3 separate regions of the Mus musculus genome follow, and regions 1 and 3 are each linked to region 2. Evidence: chromatin contacts called from public HiChIP or PLAC-seq and promoter capture Hi-C data. All regions are on one chromosome and are shown on one strand. Each heading gives the region's core, a stretch centred on a gene start, on an enhancer-like site or on the middle of the called end of the contact. The rest is flanking DNA. Distances are from core to core; before and after follow the strand shown.

Evidence for each region. HiChIP or PLAC-seq counts read pairs in DNA pulled down with a chosen protein or histone mark. Capture Hi-C pulls out chosen DNA fragments and counts their contacts.
Region 1: a contact with region 2 is called in a promoter capture Hi-C map of adipose tissue. The contact joins two enhancer-like sites. A contact is called at or near these places in 1 of 39 promoter capture datasets (stem cell-derived epiblast-like cells), 2 of 15 datasets of contacts at CTCF or cohesin (the NIH/3T3 cell line and embryonic stem cells), 53 of 484 Hi-C or Micro-C datasets (the AML12 cell line, the AtT-20 cell line, B cells and 36 more), 11 of 115 datasets of contacts at active chromatin or transcription factors (the 230-238 cell line, the HPC-7 cell line, astrocytes and 6 more) and 4 of 9 other capture datasets (adipose tissue, embryonic stem cells, liver and 1 more).
Region 3: a FOXA1 HiChIP or PLAC-seq map of pancreatic cancer cells shows a contact between it and region 2. The contact joins two enhancer-like sites. A contact is called at or near these places in 2 of 484 Hi-C or Micro-C datasets (the P5424 cell line and trophoblast stem cells) and 1 of 115 datasets of contacts at active chromatin or transcription factors (pancreatic cancer cells).

Annotation. Positions count from the first base shown.
Region 1 is chr11:97,335,067-97,337,766 of GRCm38.p6, forward strand. It overlaps Gpr179 (G protein-coupled receptor 179), which reads right to left. Exons shown (of 12, transcript NM_001081220.2): 12 at 1-2,700. Among named protein-coding and RNA genes, the nearest start is that of Gpr179, 16 kb to the right of the region's middle. Within about 2 kb of position 1,400, at least 25 of the 459 cell types and tissues checked have an H3K27ac peak or open chromatin away from gene starts, as enhancers often do.
Region 2 is chr11:97,205,981-97,208,774 of GRCm38.p6, forward strand. Npepps (aminopeptidase puromycin sensitive) reads right to left here. Exons shown (of 23, transcript NM_008942.3): 23 at 1-1,288. The coding sequence ends at 1,136. Among named protein-coding and RNA genes, the nearest start is that of Kpnb1, 19 kb to the left of the region's middle. Within about 2 kb of position 1,316, at least 65 of the 459 cell types and tissues checked have an H3K27ac peak or open chromatin away from gene starts, as enhancers often do. A contact at or near this core is called in pancreatic cancer cells, where this site is marked.
Region 3 is chr11:97,456,018-97,458,717 of GRCm38.p6, forward strand. It overlaps Arhgap23 (Rho GTPase activating protein 23), which reads left to right. Exons shown (of 19, transcript NM_021493.2): 6 at 438-581. Among named protein-coding and RNA genes, the nearest start is that of Arhgap23, 7.2 kb to the left of the region's middle. Within about 2 kb of position 1,309, at least 14 of the 459 cell types and tissues checked have an H3K27ac peak or open chromatin away from gene starts, as enhancers often do. A contact at or near this core is called in pancreatic cancer cells, where this site is marked.

The DNA.
Region 1 (2,700 bases), core at 150-2,649, 130 kb after region 2:
CTGCCCCAGGTCCAGCGCCCCCTCCCCCACAGCTCCTGGACTTGCCTCCCAGGGGCAGATCTCAGCTTCCTTGATAGAAGGGACCTCTTCTACTTCCCAAGGACACACTTTCTCAGAACCGCCTTTGCTTCCATCAGAAGCATCTGTAGCTGCTTGCACCCCAAAGTCCTGACTCTCCCTGGGACACACAGCTTCCTGCTTCCCAAAGTTGCTGGTCTGTGGCATTTTCTGAACGGCCACACCTTCGTGATCTCGTGTTTCAGGGGCTCGCTCTTTCTCCTCTTGAGATTTCTCCTTTTCATCTTGTCTTGACATCTCTGTCTCTGTAACTCTCCCAGTCACCTTCTGGGCACAGGGCTCAACCTTGGTGTCACTGTCCGAGTCAGGAGCATCCCATGGGCACACCTCAGCAGTCCCATCCCCGGTGCTGACCAAGGGCTGGGAGCTAACTCTAGGTTGGTCAGGGCACTGGATGTGTGGATGGGAGGAAGAGCCTGCCAGTACCATGCCTTCCTGCAGGCTTATAGGCTGAAGTTCCGAGCTTGCTCCTCCCCCATCGACAGGAACCACTTGGGTTATGTATTCTGGGAGAGAACCCATCTTCAGGTCTTGTCTCAGCTCTCCCTTCTCTGATGCCCTGTCACTTGCTTCCAAGGACTGTCCTTCTACTCCCTGACCAACAGTGCTGAGGGGCAAGTCTGAGACCTTGGGGACCTGGGCAGGTGGTTTCCAAGGACAGATAGCTTCCCCTTCCTGTTCCCGGCAGAGTTTTGTGTCCCCCTTTGACGTGCCTTCTTCTTGGAAGGGGAGTCCTGCCTCTTCTAGATTCTGTCTCCTTTGCCGTTCTGGCTCGCATCCCGGCTCTCGCTCCAGTCCTTTTCCCACCGTCCCTTCATTCAATTCCCAGGGACAGATCTTGGCTTTTTCACCAGTAGGAACTTCCTCGGCTTCCCAGGGACACACCTCTATGGGCCTGGAGCTCCCGTGTTCCTGGAGTTCATCTTTTAGTTTCTCAGTGTTCGGAGTGTCTGGCTGCTGAGAGGAGTCCCCTGGACTCAAGCTATCCCAGGGACAGACCACCTCCTTCTCCGAACCAAGCCTCTCTGACTTTTTTGGAGCACTGGCAGCTACCTGCCTGGATCCAGAATCTGTAGACGCGTGGCCTGCATCGTTCGGACGGGCCTCAGAGGCTTCAGCTCCAATAGTCCTTTCCTCTCCAACCTCAGTCCCCACTTCCCAGGGACAGATCTCAGCAGCTCTGCCTGCCACGCTGCCTTGCCTCTGGAGAGAGGCTTGGGCTTTCTCTGTGTCTCTTTGTGGGGTGCTACCCGGGGCCATGCTCTCCCAGGGGCAGATTGCTTCCTGCTTTTGGATCCGCCCCTCAGCCTCTTCCTGTGCTTTGATCCTTGCTCTCCCCGGCATTTTCTCCTCATCTTTGTGAACTTCTCCTTTTGATGGGTGTTCTGATGTCCTGGTCTCTGGTTGTCCATCTACTTCCCAGGGACAGATTTCTGCTGTTGAAAGTGTTGCTTGCTTTTCCTCTGGCTTGACTGCTTCCCAAGGACACACTTGCAGTACCTGGCTACCCCCATGGCTTAGGAGTTTCTCACCGGCCTTGGAGGAAGCTTTGTCTGGCTGTGGGCTGGACCGCTCAGGGGCTTCATCCTCCCAAGGGCATACTGACTCCTGTCCTTGAGGGACTGTGGGTTTTGCCCTCACGGTTTGCTCCCCCGACTCTGCTAAGCATCCCTTTCTGGAGGGAGTCTCCTTTCCTGGGAGAGACTTCCCATCTGCCCCCGGATTCAGCCCGTCTGAACCTGCTAGCTCCTCCCCCAGCTCCCAGGGACAGACCTCAGCTTTCTTGTCATTAGCTATGTTCTCCGCCTCCCATGGGCATACCTCCGCAATACCACTGCCCAAACTACCTGAGCTTCCTGGGGCTTGAAGTGAGACGGCTGAAGGGCCCCGAAAATCAGTACTTTCCCACGGACAGAGAGACACCAGGTCTCCGCCCAGATTCCGTTCTCCCCAGAAGGTTGCCTTCTTGGGGGATTTCTGCCTTTCTTCAGGGAGTTCCTGTACCCTCTGAGTAGATGTCCCCTCCCCCACATCACTCATCTCCCACAGGCACAGTTCTGCCTTGGCAGCATGGGACGGAAGAGCCTCTGGGTGTGCGTCTCCTTTGCTCACTACCACAAACCTGCCCCCAGTTCTGTCAGACTCCTGATGCACTAATTGAGGAGACAGACCTCCAGAGTCCGGGCTCTCCCAGGGACACACAGCCTCCTGGCTCCGGACCAGCCTCTCCGGCTTCTTCCGAGGAATGGCACCCACACCTTCGGTCTCTGACTCCGCTAGGACTTTCTCTCTCTCTTCCCAGGACCTACTTAGGACTTGTCTTGATGGCTTCTTCTCAAGGCTTCCTCCCTCAGTCCTCTCCCAGGAGTAGACTTTGGCCTTGTTGACACTCTCTGGCGGGTCCATTCCTGATTCGGGTTCAGTTACTTCCCAGGGGCACACCTCTGCCACCCTGTGGTCAGCACTGCCCAGGGACTGGAGGGCAGGGTTGGGCACCTCTTGGTATCCCGCGGGGGATTCCTTCGCTTGTTCAGCATTTTTCTCCCCAAAAACTTGCCTCAGTGTGGTCATCGTTATTTTACCAGTTCTCTCAACTTTCCGCTCCCCTGGACCCGGGGCCAC
Region 2 (2,794 bases), core at 66-2,565:
CTGTTAACACAAAATAAAAGGATTCAGAAAAAAATAAAAGGAAGAGAGAAGAAAAAGGGGTGGGGGAAAGGGCTGAGACTTAGTAAAAACACACTGGGTTAGGTGGCGGGGCTTGTTAGTGAGCACACTGGCGACACAGCGGTGCAGCGGACATCTGGGCCCCACAGCAGTCCCCACTGGCCCCTCATATGCACAAGTGGTGAGCCAGGCTCACTGATACTGATCGGAAGAGGTGCAGCATTTGGCCTGTCAGGTAACCGGACAGTTTTGAGCAGAAGGCCTAGCTGATAATCTTTATTTCTACTCTTTCACCTCTTATGCATGTCAGGGTTCCTTGAAGGTTATCATAGGAAATAAAAGCATATCAGCTCCTCTTATTTAATGTGGCCATCAAAGATGTTTCTGTTATCTAAGGACAGGTCAGGGCTGGGCAGAACTAAAGGGAGAAGAACCCGGGAAGGGAGGGAGGGTGTGTTTTTTTTTTGTTTTGTTTTGTTTTTTAAAGCTTTTCATTACTTTTTGGGGGGTTGGGGATCACACAGAAGGGAGGCAGGGAGGGAACTACAATCCTTGGTTCAGATTGAGTTATACAGGAAAAGATACCTTCCTGGTCGGTTCCCATGCCAAAAAGGAAAAAGAAAACCCACTTATAATTCTGCACAGGCTCCACTATGTGAGCCAGCTATCAGCCTTTTGGTCAGCATCCCCAGTGATGGACATACCCGGCTTGTCAGGCTGCAGACACCCACTTCACAAAACCCTCTTCCCTCTTCCCCCAAAGCCTCTTTCCTTCTGGTAGGCTATAAAACAATATCCGTCACTAACAGGAGAGTGTTCAACACTTTGACCATGACAGGCTTCAGGAAGTTTCACAGTTTCGTTATGCTCTAGTTTATTACTATCATATTTACATTTTTATTTTATTTTTTATTTTATTTTATTTTATTTTTTTGCTGAACTGCTGATTTTCCTTTTTCAATAGAATTTAATTCTGGAGTGTGAGCAGGGACCTACTACATTCATTGTCCAACCCCCACTGGTGTAAGACTCCAGATTCTTGGCATGTGAGTCAGCTGTTTGGTAGCTCCACCTCATCCCTGCAGAGAGGCAGTGAGGCCCAGGTGCGGAGGAGGCCTCACACCGAGGGTGGGGAGGTTTTCCGCTGAAGGAGGTACTGGTGAATGCTGTCAGCATCTCGCTTGAGCCAAGCAGCATTCAACAGGATATTTTCACAACACTGCTGGATGGTGCGCTCAGCTGAAGGAGCTGGGTGACTCTCGAAGAAAGCCTGGTGTGAAAACAATCCGGAATGCAGAATCACCGTTAGCAACAGTAACAAGTTAACACTGGGACTGCTAAAAGCATCATGTGGACTAACTGACTCATCAGCCTCCATCATGAGAATTGACCATTGCCAACATAGGCTAAATGAGCAACTCCTCCAGCAGACCTGTAAGAATCCTTCCTTAGCAATCGAAAACCTAATCAAAAACTGATAGAGGCTGAACCTGCTTTTTAAAATGCTAATTATCTACCAGTGTGTCCAATTCATGGCCCGGGCAAAAGCTACATACAGCTGTGCTTGCAGATATGAATAGAGCCCAGTTTATGACATAACCCTACTGAAGCCATCCGGTTTACTTAATGACTGTGCAGTTCTTTTTTTCTCCATAAAATATCTTAAGTAGGCAGACCAAAAACATTACTCCAAATATAATAAATATATTTAAAAATTTAGATTTTTATATTCTGTTTCTCAAATAGCCTCCAAAGTCTGGGCTATTTTATACTTTAAGACCAGCTACATTTCCAGTTCTCAGATGCCACTTGTGGCACCCAAGGCTTTCCTTAGAAAAAGAAAAGAGCAAGGCAGGACCCTCTGGAGCATGGCATGTTCAGGCCCCTCTACTCTCCTCAAGTCTATTTGACTGTCTTTTCCCTCACTTCATTCAAAATCTAACCTAGTTTTGCTTTGGTTTTTTGTTTCTTTTTTTAAAGATTTGTCTGTATATGGGTATTTTGTTTGCATGTATGTCTGCACATGATTTGGATCCCATGAGATAATTATAGACAGTTATGAGCTGCCACGTGGGTGTTGGGAATTTTGAAGATTCTATTTAACTCACCCCACCACCACCCGAGACAGGGTTTTCTCTGTGTAAAGAGAAAACAGGCTGTCCTGGAACTCACTCTGTAGACCAGGCTGGCTTTGAACTCAGAAATCCATCTAACTCTGTCTCCTGAGTGCTGGGATTAAATGTGTGCACCACCAATTCCTGGCTTTGAAGATTCCCCGCCCCCCACCCCAAGACAGGGTTTCTCTGTGTAGCTCTGGCTGTCTTGGAACTCACCCTGTAGACCAGGCTGGCCTCCAAATCAGAAATCTGCCTGCCTCTGCCTCCCAAGTGCTGGGATTAAAGGCGTGCGCCACCACCGCCTGGCTGAAGGCTTATTTTTATTTAAGTATAAGTGTGTGCCTGTGAGTCCAGGAGCATTTCAGATGCCCTGGCGTTGGAGGCTGACATGGGTTCAGGAGACTGAACTCAGGTCCTTTGTAAGAATGGCTCTTAAACCCAGAGCATTTGTAGAGCCTCTAACATATTTGTGGCCTTTAGAGTGTCCCAAGGAGATATGGAGGACAGCTGGACAAGTCTTGGGTTCTCTACTTGCACCAAATGGATCCTGGAGATCCAATTCAGGTCATCAGGTTTGGCAAAAGCACTTTTCCTTGCTGAGCCATCTCTCTGGTCCTAACCTAGACTCGACAAAAGCCCTGACTCTCATTTTAACATTC
Region 3 (2,700 bases), core at 59-2,558, 250 kb after region 2:
TGGATTCCTGCTGACACCATCACTTGTTATCTAACTCCTGGTGGGCTTGACTCCCTGTCATGTCGCTGCTTGGTCTTTGTTGATGTTCCCACTTCCACTGTTTACCTAACTCCTTATTGCCACAACTGCTTCCCCGTTTCCTCAATGCTTGGAGGCTGTAAAGCTGAAGGAAGGCCCAGATTGGCTCTTCCAGCATGGGGAGCCACACGTCCTGCTGGCAGGTCGAGCTCTTTCCTCCTTTCTTGCTTCTTCATGAGGTCTCATGACCTCAACACAAACAGTCCAGAGAGGACAAGCAAGCCCATGAGGTCACACAGCACATCAGAGTACAGCCCAGACACTCGCCAGGCCCTTGTGGCTGCCAGTGGTCCATGAGGCTCCTGAGATGCTGGTATTATGGGAGCCACCCTAAACTGCCTAATGTTTTCTCCCTACAGTCTCTAGATAGCTGGGGCACCTCTGAAGATGCTGATGCCCCCTCTAAACGACACTCAACCTCTGACCTCTCAGATGCAACCTTCAGTGATATCAGGAGAGAAGGCTGGTTGTATTATAAACAGATCCTCACCAAGAAGGGGAAGGTAAGGTGGGCTGAGGAAGGAGGACGGGCTGGATGGAAGCTGGCTCTGGCAGAACTTTCCAGGTCCTCTTATACCTGCTCTGAAACTGCTGGCTTCAAAATAACCAAACCAAACCAAACCAAAAAAGACCCCACTTCAGGCTTGAGCCTGAGGAGTCAAGGTGAGAGGCCAGGAAGAGCTTCTGGGGGAGGGAGATTTACTGAACCATGAAAAGGAGGTTAACCGAGAGGCGAGCCTGCTGTGGAACTACAGGGCAAGCTATGTGTGCATCCTGACCAAGCCATTCTTGAAAGACCATGAATGAGTGACGGGGCTCAGGGCAAAGGAGCAAGGGCAGGGTGAAGGAAGCAGACGCCAGTCCTCTTCAGACCTACGAGGTCCTCTGGCCACAGACTTAGTGCTCATGTGGCTTCCCGTGGTGACTTAGTGAGAAAAGCCAGGGAGAAAGAAGACCATTTAGAAGCCACCACAAGATCCAGCCAAGAGCCTTTGTGAGTGGGTGAGGAGAGGAGCAGGAAGGGGCAAATAGAACTCAGAAGGGAGGGGCTCTAACCTCTCGGGGGTGAGACTGAGCACCAGACGTGGAGCCCTGGGCTGGAGATAGAGAAAAAGGAGGCAGGGTGGCTTAGAGATTGATTCTTGACGCCTTGGCTTGTCGCTGTGAGGACTCAGAGCCTAGTGCTCATGACTCAGTGTTTATAAGGGGAGCTGACTAACACTTTCCCAAACCTGCTCCTTAGCATTTAAAAGACATGGTGTGAACAAGGGTGTACCATACTGTGTGTGGTGAGTCTAGTCTGTAATCCAAGCTATTTGGGAGGCTGAGACAGGAGGATGGGAAGTTCATAACCTGTCTAGGCTACAGAGTGGGTTCAAGGCCAGCCTTAGCAACTTACTAAAATTCTGTCTCAATAAAATGTAAAACAAGGGCTGGGGATATAGACTATTGGTAAACGTTTGTCTAGCTGGTGTGAGGGCCTGGTTTCAAACCCTAGTCTCTCTCTCTCTCTCTCTCTCTCTCTCTCTCTCTCTCTCTCTCTCTCACACACACACACACACACACACACACACGAGAAAAAAAATAGTGTTTGAGAAACTCTTACCTGACTTAAGGAAGGGCCTGGGTTCTATTCTTAGCATTGCAGAAAGAGTGGAGGAAAAGTGAGACTGGGGTCCCCACAGAGCTTGGCACTTGGGGGCTGCTGTTCTTCTATCTTCCTGCCATTACAGGAATCCCTCACAGTATTTATGGAGTCTCCAGATTCCTGGACATGCAGCCCCTTATATGAAGCAGCTTGGTGTCTGTGTGATGCTTACACATCCTCCCAGGCACTGTAACTCATCTCCGGATGACGTATCTTGCCTCATGCTATGGGAGGCTATGTAAATAGTTGTTCCTGTGGGTTGATTATGGGATTTGGAGGGAGAAAAAAAACCTCTGTACCCTTTGGTACAGATGCAGGTGTTGTTTTGTTTTGTTTTCTGAGTGCTTCTGGTCCATGTTTGGTCAAATCCATGGTTGTGGAACCTACAGAAGGCCCTGTAGGGTGGGACCTGGGAAGAATGAACTTTAAATTGCCATAGTTTGGATTTCTACACAGCCATGTGTTGTGTGCATACGACTTCAGGAGCAAACTTCGTTCCCTGAACTATAGGATGAGTCAAGAGGTTCTGTAGGCCAGGGAGCACAGAGCCCCTGCTCCTGAGGTGACTGAGGTGAGGGAGTCAGCTTGCTCAGTCCTGTCCTCTTGGGGTTGATGACCACAGAGAAAGTGCTCATTGTTCCTCAGTGACAGGTGCACTGATGGTCGCAGCACAGGGAGTTTAGGGGCTTAGCAGGGTAGGGTTTGTCTGTCTAGGAGGCTGAGATAAAGCTCCTGGGAGTCTGTAGTAGAGAGGAAGTGTATGGGAGGGAGTATCCTGGGGGAGCCCTTCACTAAGGGCTGGAGGGAGGCTGAGAGTTGTGTGCCAGGAACCAGGTTGCCTGGAGAGCCCAGAGCAGGTGGTAGAAGGTGAAATGGGAATTTGATACCTGGGGGATCTTTTCTGTTCTGCGATACGGGGCAAAGTGCAGAAATGTGTGACGTAGCATAGTAGCATGTCTGTGCCGGAAGGAATC